2 separate regions of the Sus scrofa genome follow, and region 1 is linked to region 2. A link is a contact called in public Hi-C data. All regions are on one chromosome and are shown on one strand. The core of a region is the stretch at or near the end of the contact, and the rest is flanking DNA. Distances in the headings are between cores, read along the strand shown. Region 1 holds the start of ARHGAP21 (rho GTPase-activating protein 21). Region 2 holds the start of ACBD5 (acyl-CoA-binding domain-containing protein 5).

What was found. A called contact is a pair of places that touch in the nucleus more often than the background predicts.
Region 1: a Hi-C map of liver shows a contact between it and region 2, with 8 times the contacts expected there. The contact joins the promoter of ARHGAP21 here to the promoter of ACBD5 in region 2. A contact is called at or near these places in 1 of 5 promoter capture datasets (liver) and 3 of 47 Hi-C or Micro-C datasets (liver, mesenteric adipose tissue and retroperitoneal adipose tissue).

Annotation. Positions count from the first base shown.
Region 1 is chr10:50,540,279-50,543,098 of Sscrofa11.1, forward strand. ARHGAP21 (rho GTPase-activating protein 21) reads left to right here and starts at 1,304. Exons shown (of 26, transcript XM_021064916.1): 1 at 1,304-1,846. The coding sequence starts at 1,769. LOC110255603 (basic salivary proline-rich protein 2-like) reads right to left here and starts at 703. Exons shown (of 2, transcript XM_021064283.1): 1 at 1-703. The coding sequence starts at 703.
Region 2 is chr10:48,920,786-48,923,634 of Sscrofa11.1, forward strand. ACBD5 (acyl-CoA-binding domain-containing protein 5) reads right to left here and starts at 1,592. Exons shown (of 14, transcript XM_013980249.2): 1 at 1,455-1,592; 2 at 1-148. The coding sequence starts at 55.

The DNA.
Region 1 (2,820 bases), core at 54-2,553, 1.6 Mb after region 2:
CGGATCTACTCGCCGCGCTTTCTCCGGTGCGTGTCTGCTTTATTTTCTGCTTCGGCCGACCCGGCGCAGCGCCGCCGGGCGGGTGGAAAGGGAGAGCCGGGCTCGCCGCGGGCTCCCTCCCTTCCCGCCACCCCGGGCCACCCCGCCCGGCGCTGGCGCGGGGCCGGAGGGAGCCGCGGCGGGCGCCCGGCGTGGGCGTAGGGGCCGCACCCGCGTGTGCGGAGCGGGGGAGGACGGCGGGAGGAGGGAAGGGCACAAAGGCCGGCGGCGGGCGCCGGGGTCCCGCCGGCCGGCCGTGGAGGAGGGGCGCCTCCCGTCCGCTCATGAATATTAACCGAGCCTGCGGCCTAGCGCGTCCCGGCCGGGCCCCATGCCCGGCCCGCGTCCCCGCCGCCAATCGCTGCCGCCCGCGGAAGCCGGGCCCGGCGGGGCGCGGCGGGTGAGCCCCCTCGCTCTTGGCCTTTCCCTCGGGTTCCCCCACTCGTTTTTGAAAGTACAAATTTGGGCCGCCCTTCCCGGGAGATCGAGATCCCCGACCCGCCTCTGGAAGGGGCGGGGGAAATAGTGGTAGGTGGGTGGTGGTTTTCTTTTTCCTATTTCCCCCCCCCCCCCCCAAGGTGGACACGGAAAAAGGGGAATATCGTGTCGGGGCGTTGATTGGGACGCGGCAACTAAATGAAAGTTGCTGGGGCTGCGGCTTCATTTCTATAGCTCCGGAATAATGCTCGGGAGAGGGAGTCCCTCCCGCCGCCGCAGCCGCGCACGCCTCCCCTCCCGGCCCCGCGCCGTCTCCGCCCAGCCTCGCCGCGGGCCAAGGAAAACAGCCGCCTCCTCGGGGACACCGGCCGGCTGGGGCGGAGGGCGGGCGCCCCGGGTCCCCCAGGCCGCCTCGAGACGCCGGCCGAGGCGCTGGCTAAGTCCGATCCTGGCTTTTTGTTTTTATTTGGGCCAGCTGGGGAGGCGGCGGGGAGCAAGGAGGGTTTTTGAAAAAGTATTATCCCATTTTAGTCTCGTGGGGAGCAAACTTCCCTTAAGTCTCCTCAGCTGGGTGATGCGGAAGAACAGAGACGCCTCTTCTGCCCAGAAAATAATGCTCATTAAAATGCACTTGAAAAGGGAATGTTTTGACGGCTTCACAACAGCCAGGCATGTTTGACGCAACCACCGTGCAGCTCTGATGTTACTCATTTTTTTCATGATTTATAGATTTTTTTCTTTTTCTTTTTTTTTTTGTCGTTGTTGTTGTATGGATAGATTCTTTTATACGGAGGTTCATCAGCGTGGACCGCATTATTTTTCCGAGTGTTGGAAAGGCGAACTTGGGCTAGACGTGGGCGAGTCTAAGGTCAGCGTCTGGAGAAAGTTCATGCCCTTTAACTTTTCCCTCCTCTAGGAAAGATCTCTTGGGCAGAGGCTTCGCGGCGCACTCAGATTGCTCTTGGAGTCGGGAGAAGCGCTAGGACGAAGGGGACCGCTTTCTGCAGCTGGCCTCACTAGCTGCTGAGGAGGAGACCTGTCGTCTTTGTTTTTTCCGTCTCGAGAAATGGACGAAGACGGGGAAATCGTTTGAAGTCCGAAGAAATCATCTTCAGGGCATTGCGGAGGGGCTTCATCAAAACCTTCATCCCCCGGCCCATTATTTGTCTCACTTAGCCCTGCACCTTCTGCGGAGCCTGGTGTGGAATTCTTACCTTTTGGGTGTGTGGTGGCATTTCGCCCCCAATGTGGACTCCCAAGGGTTGGCCCCTTCTTTGTGATTTGAAATGAAATGATGGCCACACGTCGGACTGGTCTGCCGGAGGGAGATGGTGACAAGCTCAAGGCCTGCGGGTCCCCCACCTGTGAGGTAAGCGCTTGAGGCAGGATCCCTGCCCGTCTGTGGTGGCCTGTGTCTGTGAGGTGTCCTGCCGGTGGCGGGGGTCAGCTGCCACACAGCCTAGGAAGAGGCTTTTGGGGCTTTGGGCTGGATGGTGGGAGGACCCCAGCTTGACCAGTAGAGAAGTGAAACGTTGCCCGTTTTTGTTTCTAGGAACTTCCAGTGATCCCCGCTCCCCCCTTCTCCCCCCCAAGGATATTTTTCCTTTCTTACTTTGAAATGCCTCCATCTTGGTCATCTCAGAGCATGGAATTCTCTCTTTTTAGGTGGTTGGGAATGCTGCAAGCTTCGGTTTTCCGAGTCCCCATCCTCCAGTATTTTTGGAGCTGGGCTGGTTAGGGAGTGGCTTTGTACATTTCGTAGGTGTAGCCAGGGTTTGCTCGGGGGCTGGAAGGCTGGTGGCTCCTGGACCACCTCCTCTTTGATACTGAGACACGGCTTGACTGATTGCTGTTGCTGTGGATTTCTACTTTGGGTAGAAAAACAAGTGTTTTCCCTTGGACAGTTTTTAGGCACACCCTTGGAAAACTGCTTAACGGAGCTGTAATTCCAACTCCCTTAAAAATCTTCCGGCTTTCCTGTTCTTTTATTTATGCCCTCTTTCACTGCTCCGAAGTCCTGCAGGTGTCAGCCGGGGCTGTCAGGTGGCTCACATTTAGCGTCGGCTGTCAGGTGGATTGCATTGCCTTCAGACCAGCGTCTTTGGAAGGGCCCGGTAGATTTTACCCCAAGCTTTCTGAAAATTTTTGAGTAAGGCAGGGCAGAAATAGAAAATCCATTGGTCTGTGGCACTCCTGTGTCTTGTTGCCTCTCACATCTTTTTTTCCTCCTTATATTTGGAGTTTACTTCTATAATGAAGATTTTGTGTTGACTTTGTTACTGACGGTTTCTGTAATTTGCTTGCTAAGAGTCCTGAATGTTGTTTTTCTTTAGACTTTGCTTT
Region 2 (2,849 bases), core at 342-2,841:
TCACCTTCACAGCCGCTTCAAATCTGGTCTCATGCACGGATCTCGTGTCCGCCATCTCCAGCCGCCAGCGCCGGCCCCGGTCCCAAGGTCTGTCGGCTGGAATCAGGCAGCAGCAGCAGCACCAGCTTTCCCAGGAGCCTGCATGAAACTGGAACAAGGAGCGCAGCCGCGGATCAACATGCCCACAGGGAGGAGGACCCAGAGAGCAGCTGGTCAGTTCCCCGTGGCCCTGCCCCATCCAGGCCACACCGTCCGATAAGGCCCGGCTCCTTCTTCCTCCCCGGGGCGTGACCAAGGCTGGGAGCCAGGCCTCCAAGACAGAAAAACAACTCACCGAGAGAAAGAGCATCTCTAGCAGGAGTCAGAGGAGCCCCGGCCACTGGTGGTGGCGGAGCCACTCTCCCACCCGCAGGACCCTGGTGGAGCAGCCACACCCCCCATCCCGGCGAGGTCGGTCTGTCTGTCCGCGCCCTCCCTGCGGCCCCGCCCCAAACCCTCCCCGGACCCACTCGCTGCAGCCGCCGCTGCGCAGTAAACTCCACCCACCGTCCCCGCGGCCACCGAGATGACGCGAACTGTAGGTCCCCAGAGGAGGGCCGGAGAAGGGGGGAAATAAAAGCAGTCAGGTGGATCCGCGGAGAGCCCAGGGCTCGATGTTTAAAACAGAATGGATTGCTGGGTCCGCGCCAGAGTAGCCGACGCGGGGTTGCAGCGCGCGTGGTACCGCTGGGCAAAAAAAAAAAAAATGACTTTGGTCTTCAGCGCCTGCTCCTGAGGTTAGGGTTTGAGAAAGCTGATGGGACTTAAGAGCTTTAGATCCGCAGAGGCTTGTTACGAAACTTAAGTTCTGCCATTTTAGTTCTGTCACCCAGGGTAAGCTACTTAGCCTCTCCAGTGACAATCTTTATATCACCCTAAAGGGTATATGAAAGGATTAGGGATGCTGGATGGAGTGTTTAGCCGTGCTTGGCTCTCAGTCTTTGACAGCTTTAGCCGCCCCCAAGGCAAGGACGTCTGCGCAACAACCAAAGGAGACGGGAGATCGCCGGCTAATTAGACTGGGCTGGGGGAGAGAGAGCACCTTCCCCTGCACCACCCGCGATATCTAGCCCCAGGAAGCCGGGCACAGTACAGCTTCTGGCAGACCTAATGGGCGACAGGGCGTGGGGGAGGGGCGAACGGGGGACCAGTACGGATCGTCAACCCTAGAAAGGGGTATCCTGGGCCTTCACCTTTCTAGCACAGCGCCCCGCGTCCTCAGGCATGTAGGATGCGCCCCCAGGCCCACCGAGGGGGCACTGCTACGGGTTCTGGGGGCGGAGTCCTGCGGCCTGGAAATCCCAAAATTGCCAGGTCGCTTCCGTCAGTTCGGGATGGGTTAGAGGGTGACTAGTCCAAATTTAGGCGCAGGCTCTAAGTTACTTTTCCCTTGGAGTCGCAGTGCCGGCATTTACCTTAGCATTGCCGGGCAAGACCTGTCCGGTAAGGTCCCCGACGCCCGCCCCTCGCCCTGCCCCCGCGGACTTGTGGGAAATGTAGTCCCCGCTCCGCTACGCTTCGGGACACCTGCCTCCAGCTGAGGTCGTTCCTCCCACTTGTTCCTGTTTGGTTCCTTGGTCCGGCAGACGCTGGAGCCGTTGCGGCGGAAATCCCGCCTTCCTGTTGCGTCGTCCTTTGAGCTCCTGCCAAATACCACATCCGCCTCAGCCAAAGGGACAGACCCTCCGTGGTGTCTTTCAGAGAGGTCCTGGAGATCCGTCTCATTTCTTGCTCCTGAGGCTTATTAACTTTGAGGTCGTGTGCTGTTATATTGCCTTCAGGTAGTAAAGACTATGCCTTACTGCGTGCCTGATATTTGCCAGGCATGTAACATGTATTCCAAAAACCCTGTAGGGTGTTTACGAATGAGGAAATTGAAAATCATATTAACTGATTTTCTCAAGGTCAAGTAGTAGTAAGTACAGGAGTAGCTGAACCAGGCGTCAGTCAATCCAAAAAAACCTTGCTTTAAATCTTGGACTTTTTGCGGGACACCAAAGTGTAAGAGACTAACAATTTTTCTAATTTATTCAAACGAGGGGGAGGTTATGTGCTGAATAGCTGCTGCTTCCTCTAATCTTTTCTTGCTCTTTTGTTATATATCCGTTTCAATTTCACTCAGTTATGCATACTTATAAAAAGGTTTGGATATTTATTTCACATCTAGGACTTCATTTTGACAACTGTTCATAATAAGCTAATTTAGAGTATGTTGGTCTTTAGGTAGTGATGAATAAGAATTTTTCTGCCAGTGATGTCTGTTGTATTTCTGTTTGCTGGTAGTATGGATTTACAGTCAAGGATAATAGTATAAGGAGAAAGGACATTGAGGTTATTCAGGTAAAGAAGTTAGCAGTGCTGGTTTAGATGTGGTAATTCCTACTGACATATAATGATTGACATATGATGGATTGAATCAGTTCCTAAGGTGCCTTCCAATTATGCAATCCTGTAATTCCACCTAAAATATATCTTATGGAACACTAATGGCTTTTAGTACTTTCAGCACAGTGCCTATTATGAAGCATTCTTTTTTAAAAAATTGAGATGTATTGATGTACAATATATATCTATATAACAATAGTTTCAGGTGTACAACATAATGATTCAATTTTTTTTTTTTTGTCTTTTTGCCATTTCTAGGGTCACTCCCTCAGCATATCTAGGTTTCCAGGCTGGAGGTCTAATTGGATCTGTAGCCGCCAGCTTATGCCAGAGCCACAGCAACTCGGGATCTGAGCCGCATCTGCAACCTACACCATAGCTCACGGCAATGCTGGATCCCTAACCCGCTGAGCAAGGCCAGGGAT